2 separate regions of the Zea mays genome follow, and region 1 is linked to region 2. The links are chromatin contacts, called in public Hi-C maps. All regions are on one chromosome and are shown on one strand. The core of a region is the stretch at or near the end of the contact, and the rest is flanking DNA. Distances in the headings are between cores, read along the strand shown. Region 1 holds the start of LOC103647333. Region 2 holds the start of LOC100273087.

Region 1 (7,020 bases), core at 1,520-4,019, 540 kb after region 2:
AGGGGAAAAAGCTTTTGAGAGAACTAAAAGGGAAAAGGCCTAATCACGGTTCAGGCATGTGGATAGCTTCTTTCCAAGCACTTCTATCCAAATACAACTCATTTGGGATATTCCATTCCTTCAAGTCCCTTTTTGATTGCCTCCTCTCATGTCAAGTTTGGCCGCCCTCTACCTCTCTTCACATTATTGTCCCATCTTATGACGCCTATGTGCACTGGTGCCTCTGGGGGGTCTCCGGTGGACATGCCCAAACCATCTCAACTAGTGTTGAATAAGCTTTTCTTCAACTAGCGCTACTCCTAGCCAATCGTGTATGTCATCGTTTCTCACTCGGTCCAATCTTGTGTAGTCACATATCCAACGCAACATATGCATCTCTGCAACGCTTAGTTGTTGGATATGCCGACCTCAATTGACAAAATTAAAATAGCCTGAAAACATATAGTCCCTCCATTCGAAATCATGTTATGGCTTTTTTAGATACATAGCTTGCTATGCACTTAGATATACACTGTATAAACACATAGTAAATACAATGTATCTAGGAAAGACAAAACATTTAGAATGGAAGAAGTGGTCCATAAGTCTCAAGTTCGCTCTAATATTCTATGCACATGGTGTATACTCTAACCACAAGTTAAATTCCATCCTTAGGTCCTTTAACAAGTCAACCAGTTTATTTAAGACAATGTATTTATTAATTTATATATATTCTTAAGTTATCTAGTTCAATAGTGTTCTCTTACTTTTCAGGGTTTATATTCTTCCGCTCGTTATTGAATTCTTCAAGCCACTCCTCATCTTCATTGTCCAGGTCATACTCGACAAATTCACCGATCTCAGCTCTGGCTGCAGATATTGAGCACTCTTAGTAATAAACATAATAGTGTAAGTTTAACAAGAAAAGAATGCATCCCCAGGGAAGTAACAAGAAAGAAACCTCCTCTTCCACGTATATAAGATGTCGGTTGTGCAAAGGTGCGAGTATAGTCCCTTTCATATGTGTCCACAGCATCAAACTGCGGTGTAGGTATTTCTTGGGCATTTTTCTTACTGGGTGCTTGACTTCCCTGCAGAGTAGAGTGATATAATTCCTTTTTCCAGCATCCTTTGAAACAAATAGTAGCAGTCCACTAGATGTACCGTGGACATATTGGTTTAGGTGAGGGAGTTAGAGAAGCCCACATCAGACTATGTTTTCTTGTAACAGCAGAATAGCCCATACATAATTTAAACTGATCAGAAATATATACAATCAGATAAACCTAGCAAAGTAACGATTTTGAATTCTTCCAAGGACAAGACATTTAAGAAAAAGGGCACAATAAAACATCACTATTGTTTCAATTAGACGGAGATAAAAATAATTTTGTTGGAAATGCGCACCAACAAATTAGTGTACAATATGTCAATATCTGAACTATTGTCCAAAAAATAACAACCCATGTGTATCCAAATTCCAGTTAAGAGAACCAGACAATGAGTTCAAAATAGATTAATTGATAAAGGTTTGACCTTTTATAAATGTGGTGTACACAAATGAAAGTATGAACAGCAACAACTTCACTAACGACTCTTTGGACCTAAAGGTGAGTGGTATTGATAGGTTCATAAAGAAATGTGTGTAACAAGCTATTAAGGATACAGCCTGTATCATTCCACCAGAAAAGCCTTACTTCTAGCTAATTTTAACATAAGGCCATGGTTGGTTCCCAAGAATTGAGAGGAGCTGGAAAGTAATCTAATAATGAAATGGGAAGCACTTTCTACATATTGGTTTCAACTCATAGGATCCAAACAGGCCCTAAGAGATACTTTGTTACATTATCCACGTAAATTTAGTCACGCTGCATGTTATCGATATGCTAGTAAACTTTAATTGGCATGTCCGAACATCATTAGGATTGGAGTGATTACATGATATTACAACCTGCAGTCTAATCAGGTCCCTTTCATAGTTTCATTTCACATTTTCATTATGGGCCTATGGTCACTAAGACAACAACTACAGCAAACAGTACAGACACATGACGCACATTGTGAAAGCTTAGTTGGTGAAATGAGGATTCAAGCACAGAAGAAAGCTCAATTCATGTCACTTCAACACAGAAACAAACACTATGAGGTAATAAGGTCCATCATTTAACATTGCTGAAGCTCAAACTGAAGCTGCAAAATACCTCGCCCTCTGTCGTCTTGTTCGCCCCAGACGCGGGGAGCTCAGTTCCTGAGTGCCGCAGCAGCACCCCAGCCCTCGCAGAAGAAAGCGGCGCGACCCCTGGCTCCTCATCCTCGAACTCCCGCACAGACTTGAGGATGGGGAGCTTCTTATGGATGTCGAGCGGCCGCGGCCTGAACGAGAGCCTACTCATAGTTCACACCGCCCCCACAGCCGCTGCAACCTCATCTCATCTCCGCCCACCACCTCCTCGCCCAACCACCCGCCCGCACCGGCTCGCCCAAAGGCAGTGAACGAACGAGCAGCTCCGGCCCGGGAGAAACCCTAGGTCCGCGAGGGCCGAGTGGGAGGGCCGGGCGCGCGGGGGCGCGGAAGTCGCGAGGTATGACGCGGAGCAGTGTGGGGACGCAGTGGGGAGGAGGCTGGGGAGCTAGGATTAGGGTTTTGAACGGGTAATCGGACTTAGGGTTTGAAAGGAAACGGAAGCGAGGGAAGAAGGACGCGAGGAGGAAGAAAGAGGAAGAGCGTCGAGGGCCGGGAGAGGGAGACAGGTCGGGCCCGAAGCGGCGGTTGAGTAACTGTACGTGTACGTATCCGTACGGGCATACACGTAGTTGCATTTGTATTCGTAGTAGTATGTTTAAAATAAATTCTGAAATAACTTGACCCGCAAAAGTTGCAAAAGTTTACCAATTTAAACATTTGTATTTTTTGCTGCATCTGTATCTGTACTGTAGTTTAGGTTTCCACCGCCGTACGCCACGCATGAAACGCATAGATTTAGGGTGCCTCCTAAATTGAATTATGGTGAAATAGTAGAGGAGTGAATTGTCACTTTGTCATCATAAATAAATTAAAATAAGCTATTAATCCCAAAAGTGATATTTACCTTTCTACCATTCCATCGTAATTTAATTTAAATAATAATTTATAAGATAAACAAACAGGACCTTATTATCTTTCATGCATCTCGTTTAACAAACAGAGTGCAATAATAATACGGCAACTACAACCTTATCTCGCCAATAGGAGCGTATATACGTGTATGCGTGTATGTATATAAGAAATAAAAAAAGTATTTTAAAAATGTTTAACATTGATGTTGTACTAACGGTCTTTGGATTGTGCTTCCTTTGTATTTAGATCTATAGCCTTAAGATCTACTAGGTAGATGCCCGTGCGTTGCAACGGTATACAAAATATTCAACAAATTGTTAGTACACAAAAAATAACACCACATATTTTAGTTGCACCAAAAAATGATACATTCCCCGCTTGTAAGATTAGGGCCGCATTTTCTTCCTACTTTGCACCTCAGCGAACAACAAAAATCAAAGAACCATACAGTTCATAGACGCACTTGCACACTTGAAGAGCACTACACATCTCGTTATCCTCCCATACACCTAAGCAGCATGAGCTTGATTCCTGGGCATCCATTCCTTGTTATTGTTCACATTAATGAGGGTCTAAGAGTGGGGATGGGTTACAACAACATACAAAATATTAATATATAATGGTTACATAGGTGAAAACGTGTAAGCAGATATTTTACTCCGTTAGATCTAAATCCAACAGCATCTATATTTGCAGTTATTTATAAAAAATATATATTCAAAAAAAACATGCGAAGACATAGTGTGCGGTTCTGCTTCCCCATGAGGCCCTTGAGGAAGGGGTACAAGTGGACAATCACCTAGAACGCAAAGAAGAGCTTCCCGAAAAGAGGTCCCCATGACTGGTAACCGCTATTGATTGCGTAGGAAATGCCAGCGACCACGCCGACCAGGTTGATGATCAAAATAGTGGTTGGTGGGATCAGAAGCGTTGTCCACTTGAACATGTAGAGCTCGGCAAAATCACCTTCTTCATCAGTGGCAAATAAATGTGCAGAAAATACCACCAATGACCCAGAACTGCTCGTTCCTCCACCATTCATCAATGCCAACACCACTCCACCTCATCTCAAGGATACCAGTGGCAAAGATTGAGATAAAGAGCGATATAAACCAAACACTCTCTAGGTTACTAATCTGCATTCGAGAAAATAAGAGCAGTCAGAATCAATTCTTTGCAAATCTTCCTGCACAGTACATTAATGTGTGCGCTTTACCTTTGGGATGATGAAATTCCCAGTGAGAAGACAAACTGCTGGCAATATGCAGTACAGGAGGAGCGGGATTGATGTGAGTGGATAAATTGTTGTGTTGATATAAGCAAATCTCTCCAGGAATTTAAGCCGGCCTCCATAGCCATACCATATGGGACAATGCCTGCTGAAAAGAATTTCAATGGAACCAAGAGCCCACCGAAGCACTTGATTCAAACGATCCGAAAGGTTGATAGGAGCAGATCCCTTGAAAGCTGGTCGCTTAGGCATGCAGTAGATTGATCGCCAGCCTCGAGCATGCATCTTGAATCCGGTGAGAACGTCTTCTGTAACAGAACAATAGATCCACCCAATCTGCAGTGCACCATATTAAAGACTTACAATTAATAAACATTTCTTTCTCTTCAATTCAATAACAAATATATCATTTCCAACAACAGATTAGGTATTTATCACAAAATCAAAGGTTTTATGAGCAAACCAGACAAGGAAACATCAATTCATATCTCGACATTTCTTAGCAAGTAATAGCACAAGCATCAGCAACACTGATGTTACAAAGTTATAACTTCAGGAGTCATTACCTCAGTTCCCCAGTCAGTTTTGTCCTCATAGCCACAGCTGCTGCTGCCCTTTTTCCCTGCTCTGCCCTTTTTCCAAGGTGAGGGAACAGTGACCACTGCAGTGTCCGCAACGGACGTTTGGCCACTGCTTACAGTAACCTCTACCTTGTTCCGGTGGCGAACAATTTCCAAAACCCTGAAGAACAAAGAACAAGGGTCGGTGCTGGAGCAATGGTTGATGAAAGTGAAACTACAACTATTGAATACAAATTGATAATAAAAAGGATATATTATGCATACTTATGGTTGAGACGTATATCTAAGCCTCTTGCAAGAGTATTTATAACTGGACGATATCCACGAACCATGAGGCCATGGCCACCTGGAAGCAGCACCTCCTGCATCCCATCAACATTATCATGCATAAGGCACAATAATTTCACAATGTGCAAGTATACTGGCCAGATTGTAAGAAAAAGAAACATACCTGATCACAGCCCTGTAGTGAAATTGAATCTGCGTCAGTGGCAAACCAACCCTCCATACGGCACAAATACCACTGAAGAACTTCATGAGCAATCCCTTCTTGCCTGTAGTGAACACATGGAAAACCCACTGTTAAAATGACTGGTATGTTTGTGTTGAACAGTGAACAAAGGCAGGAAGTAGATTAGTACAAACCTCAACTGTGGATTTCTATCCATAACAATTGCAATGGCTTTTGCGATAGACATATCTTCATTGGTTCCTTCCCTCAATTTGCTAGTCTGTGCACAGAAGTGTTGTGGGTAAATCAAATAATAGAAACTACCTAAAATCAACAGGCACTGACACACCACTAATTGAAAGGGGGGAATACCTCTTCCAGTATGGTCTCAAACACCTTCCCAATCTTTTCTACCAACTCCTGTGGTACTTGACGTCCATTAGTGTCATAGAGTGCATAGCTGAAGGCAATAGAACAAGTTAGCGGCCATCATTAGCCCCCATCATCTCTCAAAGCACAATTCAGCCTAATGCAAAGTTTTACCTCTCCAGATCATGATCAAACAGCACAGAATCGTCTCCACTTGTGCGGTACAGTGGAAGTCCAAGCCTTCCAATTATTGGTGCCAAGGGATTTTCTTCACAGACGCCATGAAGCCTTCTCAATAGAAATGATGAAAAAAACACTCAATGCATTCCTTCAAGATGAACTTTTGGGCACATGGTGAAAGTTCAAAAGAATGGAACTCACCAAGATGCTCCCAAATCGACTGGAAACCCAAAAGAGTAGTCAGTGTGAACTCTGCCACCAATTCTATCACGAGATTCCAGAAGAATAACCTGAAATGCATCACAAAAGGATCTTTTCATTTTTCTCAAATAAATATGATTGCATCACCAACACACAAACATGACAAGAAGTAACACTGAAAAATACCTGGAAGGATGCATTTCTGAGCGCATCAGCAGCAGCAAGACCTGTAAACCCACCACCAATAACAATAGCAGATGGTGTGTGTGGCTTTCTCCCATTTTCACCGCATGAGCCTGACATGAAGACAAGATATGTTTTATCTCATTAAAGATAACACATGAAATAAAAATGTTTAAGTACCAAATGTGTTCAGAAGTACAAGTTTAGTTCTATTGATCATATTGAGAAGAAAAGATAAGTTTCGAAGTCATTTCTAATCAAATTTATTATTCCAGCAGTATCACAATTTGGACATGGAGAAAAGAAGGAAATAAAGGTGGATGGCTCCTGCTTTTTAACAATATTCATAAAAGAAACTTCCTAAAACATTCTTATGTCCGTTACTGCTAGTGTTTGGATGACATACAACCTGTTCAGTTTAATCTTCTGCAAATTTGGATGCAATTGGGTGATTATGTTCTGTCCAAAGTAGTCGCGCAGATGGAGGGTTGGTAAAGTCTTCCCCAATCTGGGCATGTACAACAAAGGTTTACAAACAGTTTTTATTATCATGCACCAGATAAAAGATTATGAAGTAATTGAAGTGAAATTTAAATGCTCGGTGCAGAACTTACTTGGCCCTTGTTAGAGCCACGTTAGTCCTCTGTAAGTTTGATAGAAACCCAACTGTACCAGCTCCATTACTCCTGATTGTTGATATGATAATTATATCTTCCTCCGCGCCTTGGAAACCATCCACAGATTTTAC
Region 2 (7,111 bases), core at 1,118-3,617:
CCTAGATTTTTAGATAATGTTGCTGTAGATTTGCAAAATTCATTCAATGCATTCTGTTATGTTGGTTAACGCTCTCGTGGATCATATATCTGCGTATACACTTATTTGGTTGGCTTGCAATTTACAGGGATTGCCACCATCTTCTGGGACAAAGAGGGAGTGGAGGATGATTGATCTGTCGGCAGTCTGATGGGGATGAATTATACGAGGTCTTCAACGCTGACACAAAGGGTTAATGAAACAAACTCGAATCCAGTGATTATAGGCGCTCCGCACGGACCATATGATTCATCTCTCGTTGGACATGTAGCTACAAGAATGGTGTCAGTGGGCGGTTGCTGCCGCAACTAAAAGTCCATTCAGTGTGGATGTCAGTTGGGCTACGCTATCTAAGAATAAAAAGTTTGAGGAACAACGAGCATGTTGCCAAGTAGTTTCTTAAGTATAAGTTACTGCGTCTAGTTATATTGTTCCTTTCCTTTCGGAAACAATGTGTCATGTTGCTGTCGCGCTAGTTGCAAGTTGCAATTAAACGTTTGGAACAGTTTGTCATGTTATTTGTGTGGCTTCTATATGGCTATATGTTTGCTGGAACTGTATGGACCAACCCTCGGTGCTACCTACAAAAGTCTATGATTTGACTGAATATCTTGTATGTTTCTATTATGCTCATTGATTTTGGAACAATAGTCAATTTAGCCTACCCCAACTTGCAAATTGGCATGGTAGATTGAATCACCGAGCCACTGTAGTAAATACTTCTCCAGTTCGAACTGCCCATTTCTATGTCAGCAACTTCCTCTAGTCACGTGAGCCCCTAATTCGGTTCATACGATGAATGTGAGTAAACTTTGTCATCTTGTGTATTCAATTATAAAAGAATGTTGATCCAGTTAATGACGGCCAGCTGTGCTATTGGTTTCCTGCACGCACACACCAAATCGAGAAATTACTTCCATCGTGGTTCTTTAGTGTGCCAATGTGAATATGCATATGCAGGTTTATAAGACATCGTGCAACTGTATATAAATCAAGAGCAAAGCTTACTACAGTCCTTAAACTTACATCACTGTCTGTGAATATATCCTGCAGGCTGCACTCTTATAAGACGCCAACCAGCTGTGCATAAATTAAGAGTAATGTTTACTATAGTCCTTAATGAACATATATCACTGTATCATGCTGGTCCCAAAATTTAGAAGACGCTTATCAAAATACATGAACACTGAAAGCATCTAGTATTCTATTAGATTTAAAGTGATTAATAATAACACTAGATTATCACATGTTTTATACAGGCAAATTAAGTTAGTCAATAATAGTGATTGATTGTGGGTTTACATGTCTCAATTGATAAAAGTATTTTTTTTGTTTTTTAAAGGATGAATCTATTAAGAACCTAATTTGGGTTTCACCCTCCGTGCTACACGTAAGTGTAAAGCAAGCACTCAAACACGTCTTATACTCTAGAAATTTAGGACTAACCATCAAACAACACATACCTATTTGTATGATATATAACATCCGCAGCAAAACACGAACAACTGTCTAGTATAAAGGTTAAGAATTAACTAGTATTTATATAGGATTGTATGTGACATACTTTTAAATTATATACTACATCCGTCTCAATTTACAATTCGTTTTGATTTTTTTAATCCTAACTTTTGACCCCTCATCATTATTCAAAAATTTGTGAGAAAATAAAGAAAAGCATTGTAATTTTATTTATTATCAAATATACTTTATATATGACTTTTTCATTTTTACATTAAATTTTTTAATAAAATCGGTGGTCAAAATTGAGGTTGAAAACGTCAAACAAATTGTAATTTAAAATTGAGGGAGTATTTTTTCTATTTCTGTGTTATACAATTTTAGTTTAAGAGAAAAATTGATCATAAAGAAGTTCCCACCGATCAGACACGAATATGTCTTCTCCATTGAGAAAAGAAGGAATTATATTCGTTTCCATCGTTCCCTTTTTACATTGGAAACATATCTGATGCTTAAAGGTTACGGTGCTCAAATACACATTTTAAATTTGAGACATCCATCTCATATTCAATGGCTGCAGTTAATTTGATTAAGAACTCCTCCCACCAAGTAAGCTCAAAGAGGTATGGTGTTCAAGTGCATATTTTAAATCTGAGACATATATCTCACATCCAGTGACTACAGTTAATTTGATTAAGAACCTCTCCTATCAAGTGAGGAAGGTGAAATGGGTTCTTTATAAAATTGATATTTCTGTTAGACGTTGGATGAACGTTTTAGATTTAAAATGTGCACGTGAGCACCGTAGCACCTGATACGTTCCCTTTTTACATATCTCGACGGCTCGCCACCTCTCTTCTCTCCTCGGCCCTCGCCACTCTCACTCCGCCACGCCGGAGCACGTCGCTGCGGCGCGCCTGCGCCCGCCACACACGAGGGGACTATGGACACGGTGGCTCCCCGCCTGAGTCGCTCCTCGACGCGATACGGGCCCATCAGCAGCAGTGCTGCCTCCTTCAGTGGGCCCGTCCGGAAGTGGCGCAAGGCCTGGGTGCCCCTCACCGGTACCGGCACCGGCACCGCCGGGTCCGGGGGAGGGAGCTCACGAGGAGACAACAAGGTGGTTCTGTTTAGATGGACGCCGGTGAATGGTTGCTCAGGAGGAGGGGGAGGCACCGACGGGGGCATGGAGCTCGCTGCTGCGGGGGCCTCCACCTGCAGGCGGCGCTACGTCCCGGTGAGGTTTCCCGGCTTCGGAAAACTGAGTTGATTCGGGTTATATGATTGATTTTTCTGCTCTGGTTGGTTGAATTTGGTACAGAGATTAGAGAACTTGGATGTTGTTGGTTGGTTTCGGGATTCGATTGTTCGCACAAACGTACGATTGATGGACAATGTGAATTTTTCTGGGATGGATTGGAGGTTTATTCTAGCAAGTACCATTTCGTGGATTGTGATTTGTACATTTTCGTTACACCAATTAGATTTTGGGCCTTATTGAGTTATAAAAGGGTTGGGTTAGGGTTTAACGAGTTCATTTGTGCTGTGTGCTAGATTTAGCTTCTGCCGATTAAAAGGGGGGAGGGGGGGGTCCATGCAGTACTGTGGTACACGAATTGTGGAATTGAAAATGTATCCAAGAAATGTTGACAAACGGGTTCAAATCCTGTCGGGGTGGTTGGTTCATGATACGATAGGCTCATATGCTAGGTGAAAGCGTGCAACAGATATTTTACTTTGTTAGTTAGCACTTAAACACTTCCACACCACTTGATGTACCTTTATAAAAAACCCCTAACAAACCACAATTGTATCTACCGTCGGATTTAGATCTAACAGACAAAAAGTCTGCTTGCACCTAATATATGCTTGCATATTAGTCGTTAGCCATATTTTTTTTGTTGATGTCTAATGGGGAATGTACCTATTGCTTGGGGGCATTTAGATGTCGCACATTGAGTTGAAGCTGGGTTGTGTCAAGGGGTTGGGTTTAATGAATTCATTTGTGGTGTGTGGTTCCATCTTCTAGTGTGGGCGTGTAATTTCTCCTGCATAGTTTTTGCTGATTTCTACCAGTTTTTGAGCGAAAGGGCCTCTAGTGTAACGGTTAAGGCTTCCGAGTAGCACCTCAAGGTCCTAGGTTCGATCCCCTCGGGGGCGAATTTCTGGCTTGGTTAAAAAAAATTCCTCGTTGTGTCCTGTCCGGCATCCGCTCCCGGGTTACGTCCTGCGTGCACCCTTCGGGTGGGCTGTTTGAGAGTTAGCGGTTACGGCCAGGGTTCGGGGATTTTCTCGACCGGGATCATGTTTCGGTCTCTTCTTAATATAATATCGAGAGGGCGGTCTTTCCCTCCCCTGTCGAGTTTTTTCTACCAGTTTTCGAAGGTGTCTAGTTGAGTTGGTTTGGTGGTCTAAGTAGTATTGACGCTCCATGGGTGCGAATTTCAGTCGGAAGTTAAAATAAATCCCATAGTCTATCTCTGATAGGATCTGGAATCCTAGCATGGCTGCGTAAGTTGTATGGGTACGTGATCGATGGTTGAGGCCGAGCAACATAATTGTCTTGCTTGCTTAGATTGATATGTCTTTTCTTTATGTAGAGTCTTACTTGACCCTAAGTAAGCAATCCTTATTTTATGGAAACCTTCTAATCAAGAATCAATCATGATCCTAGTCAAGAATCAATCATGATCCTATTTTATGGAAACAAATGCAAAATATCTAAAAAATTCTTTGGCATTTCATTTCTAATTGTTTGCATGGCGATCCCGACGTATATAGGTGTCATCGTTCAAAAACATCTCTCCCTGCCTCTTCGAACAAGTCATTGTCGAGCTGGATGTCGGGTAGAGGTCCTTGAATTGCTGAAGCAGCTCCCAAGTGGTGTCGTCGTTGGGTAGGCCACACCACTGAATGAGGATGCGGTTGTTACCTCTTCAAAATGCCATGCTGAGGGCCTCAAAGTTACACAGGATGCCCCCCAAGGTTCAGAGGTAGTCGATGTCTAGGACAAGGTTGCCACCCTGGTTGAACCTGAAGTAGCTGATGGTGAACACTGACCGGTGTGCATGGCCACATTGCGTGCCATGCCCTCGAAACACCATTGGCCACCATGACTCGCATGTTGGTTTTGTTCATCGTTGCTAGTCCGATGTGACGCATGACCTCGACATTGATGAAGTTGTGGGTCAAGCCACCATCTAGGAGGGCAAGGAGCTGATGACATGGATGTAGGCGTGGAGGTGCATGGTGTCCTCAATGCATGCCAAGGATGGCGTGGATGGAGACGACTGCGGCATCGGGCCTGTCCTCAAGGACCACCTCACCGCTTGTGTCATCGGGTACCTTGTCAAGCAGGTAGTTGGTGTCTTCAAGATAGAACAAATGTTGGTACTGGTGGCCCCACCTTATGATTCATCACAGTTGTAACATAGCTCTTGACGACAATGCTCGGTCATCCGATCACTGTAAGGTGGTAGAACTGGTGCGAGGGAGCAGGTAGGGCGGCCATTGGAAGTGGTGCAGGCAGCATAGGCGCGGCCATAGCCGCAATAGTTACACATTGTGGGGTTGTTAGCACCAATGATGGGCGCTGGGGAGGCAGGGAGACCCGCAACACCAAGGCTGGCATGGTGGCTGCGGCGGGCGCTCATAGGCTCGTGCTAGAGTGCTAGGTGCATGGTCGCAGGTCTTGGGATTCCTAGAGTTTGGCGTTGACCCGAATGAGCTTCAGAAGACCCCCAATGAAGAGGTCTGCATGTCTTGGGATTCCTAGAGTTCGGCGTTGACCCGAATGAGCTTCAGAAGACCCCCAATGAAGAGGTCTGCATGTCTTGGGATTCCTAGAGTTCGGCGTTGACCCGAATGAGCTTCAGAAGACCCCCAATGAAGAGGTCGGTCTTTTGGACCGGCAAAACATTCGACGTTTTACACAACGCTCTTGGTAATCCTAGGCTTTGGTGTGGAAGGGGAGCCTCGACAGTTCGTCGAGACGATTGTTGCCGATGGTTGGGCCAAACCACAAATAGCAAAGATCCTTGAATCGTTCTCACAATGGTGCCCTCATCTTGCTCCAAGGCATAGTACCATGTCTGGACCGCACCCGCGAGGTGGTGGGAAGCGAGCCATACCTGATATGAGGCGAGTGTACGCTGCCCACAGAAGAACTCACAATGGTTGAGCCAATTCAGGGTGTCCTTGCCGTCGTAGGTGAAGAAGTCGAGCTTGCTGAAGTGCGAAATGTTCAAACCGATGGGCGCGCGGGCAGTGTCTACAACGGTGGGCGCTCGCGTAGATAAGAAAGGCGGCCCCTACGGAAGTGCTGGTAGCAGGGATGATGAGGAGAAGTTGATCTGTGGATGGGAAGTGGGATGGACTGCGGTGTGCTCATGAGACCTTGAATTCTTGTTTTCCTGTTGGAGATGTGAATGTTTGTTCACTGAAAATCTCCAATTGGTTTTATCCGTAAAGCTCTGTGTTGTATGGTACTGTTTGGAATTTGGATCTCTCCTAATAACCTCTATTCCACTTTGGCAAAGTTAATAATAAGGTGGTAAAAGGGTGCAAGCGATTCTGGTTTCGATAAGTTTTTACAGCCTTGTTGATAAGTTCCATCGTATGTGAACCAACTTCTCTCTTGAACAGCACAAAACTCATATGTTGGTATCATATATTTCAGGCTGCAGGGGAGGCGCAAAGCACCACCAAAAAGGGCACCAGCAGCGAGCTCAACTTGAACCTCGAGCTGGAAGACCCAGACGACGACACTGATGCCGACATGAGCACCGACGAGCCACGCGATGTAGAAGATAACAGCGCCCGTCTAGAAAGCCGCTTGAAGCGGAAAGCATTTTAGCCGCTGGTCACCTAGAGATGCGGATCGGCCTGAATCGTCTGCCCTAGCTAGGCGGATTTTGTGTAACATAATGTAGCAGCATGTAACTTGTATCCGCCACCTCGTCGTCCTTCGTCTGTTCCAGTTTAGAACAATGGCATTGTCCATGACTGTTCAAGTCCAAGTGCTCATGTTATATTTCATAGCTGTTGGTTATGACTTGCCACTTTGTCCTGTACGAAATATTGTCATGGACTTTGTTCTAGTGTGTAATGCTACATGGCAACGTCTCAAGCAAGATGTTATAAGTTGTGGTAAAGACCTAGTTAAAAGTCAAATACATCGTAGATGCGATACGGACGTGAAGATCACAAAGAAACAAAATATTTTTTATCACCGAAACTGAAAAACCGAGCCGAAGTTTCGGTGTGCGTGTTGCAAAGTGTACTGCGAGTTGAAGTGGACAAGTGCTGCACTGTTGTTAATGTTCCACCGTTCGGGTGTGCTGATTGTTAAGGCACAGATCTGGGACACCGCAGGCCAGGAAATATGACGAGAGACGGGCGTTGACAGCTAAACACTCCGTCTGTTGAATGTTGATCCCTTCAACATTTCCCCTATTTTAACATTTATTATTATTATTAACCAATCGAATCAACTGCACCTCTTGACCGCTTCTACTCCACCGCCTGCTGCTCCGCTAGTCTTCTTCAACCTTGTGATGCTTCAGCCCCCCCGCCCCTGGTATTGATCGCTCAGCACAAAGCATCGTACTTGGAT

What was found. Hi-C and Micro-C count contacts between places; a contact is called where the count stands out from the background.
Region 1: a Hi-C map of leaf shows a contact between it and region 2, with 7 times the contacts expected there. The contact joins the promoter of LOC103647333 here to the promoter of LOC100273087 in region 2. A contact is called at or near these places in 2 of 25 Hi-C or Micro-C datasets (ear and leaf).

What each region holds. Positions count from the first base shown.
Region 1 is chr2:176,740,420-176,747,439 of Zm-B73-REFERENCE-NAM-5.0, forward strand. It overlaps LOC103647333, which reads right to left and starts at 2,770. Exons shown (of 11, transcript XM_020548471.2): 1 at 2,181-2,770; 2 at 941-1,070; 3 at 747-849. The coding sequence starts at 2,372. It also overlaps the pseudogene LOC103649104 and the pseudogene LOC103649105.
Region 2 is chr2:176,204,081-176,211,191 of Zm-B73-REFERENCE-NAM-5.0, forward strand. It overlaps LOC100273087, which reads left to right and starts at 2,368. Exons shown (of 2, transcript NM_001147536.1): 1 at 2,368-2,734; 2 at 6,176-6,647. The coding sequence starts at 2,441. The coding sequence ends at 6,352. LOC100278146 (Protein SMG7) reads left to right here. Exons shown (of 8, transcript XM_008671874.4): 8 at 128-666. It overlaps LOC100280470, which reads left to right and starts at 6,907. Exons shown (of 2, transcript NM_001153390.1): 1 at 6,907-7,111.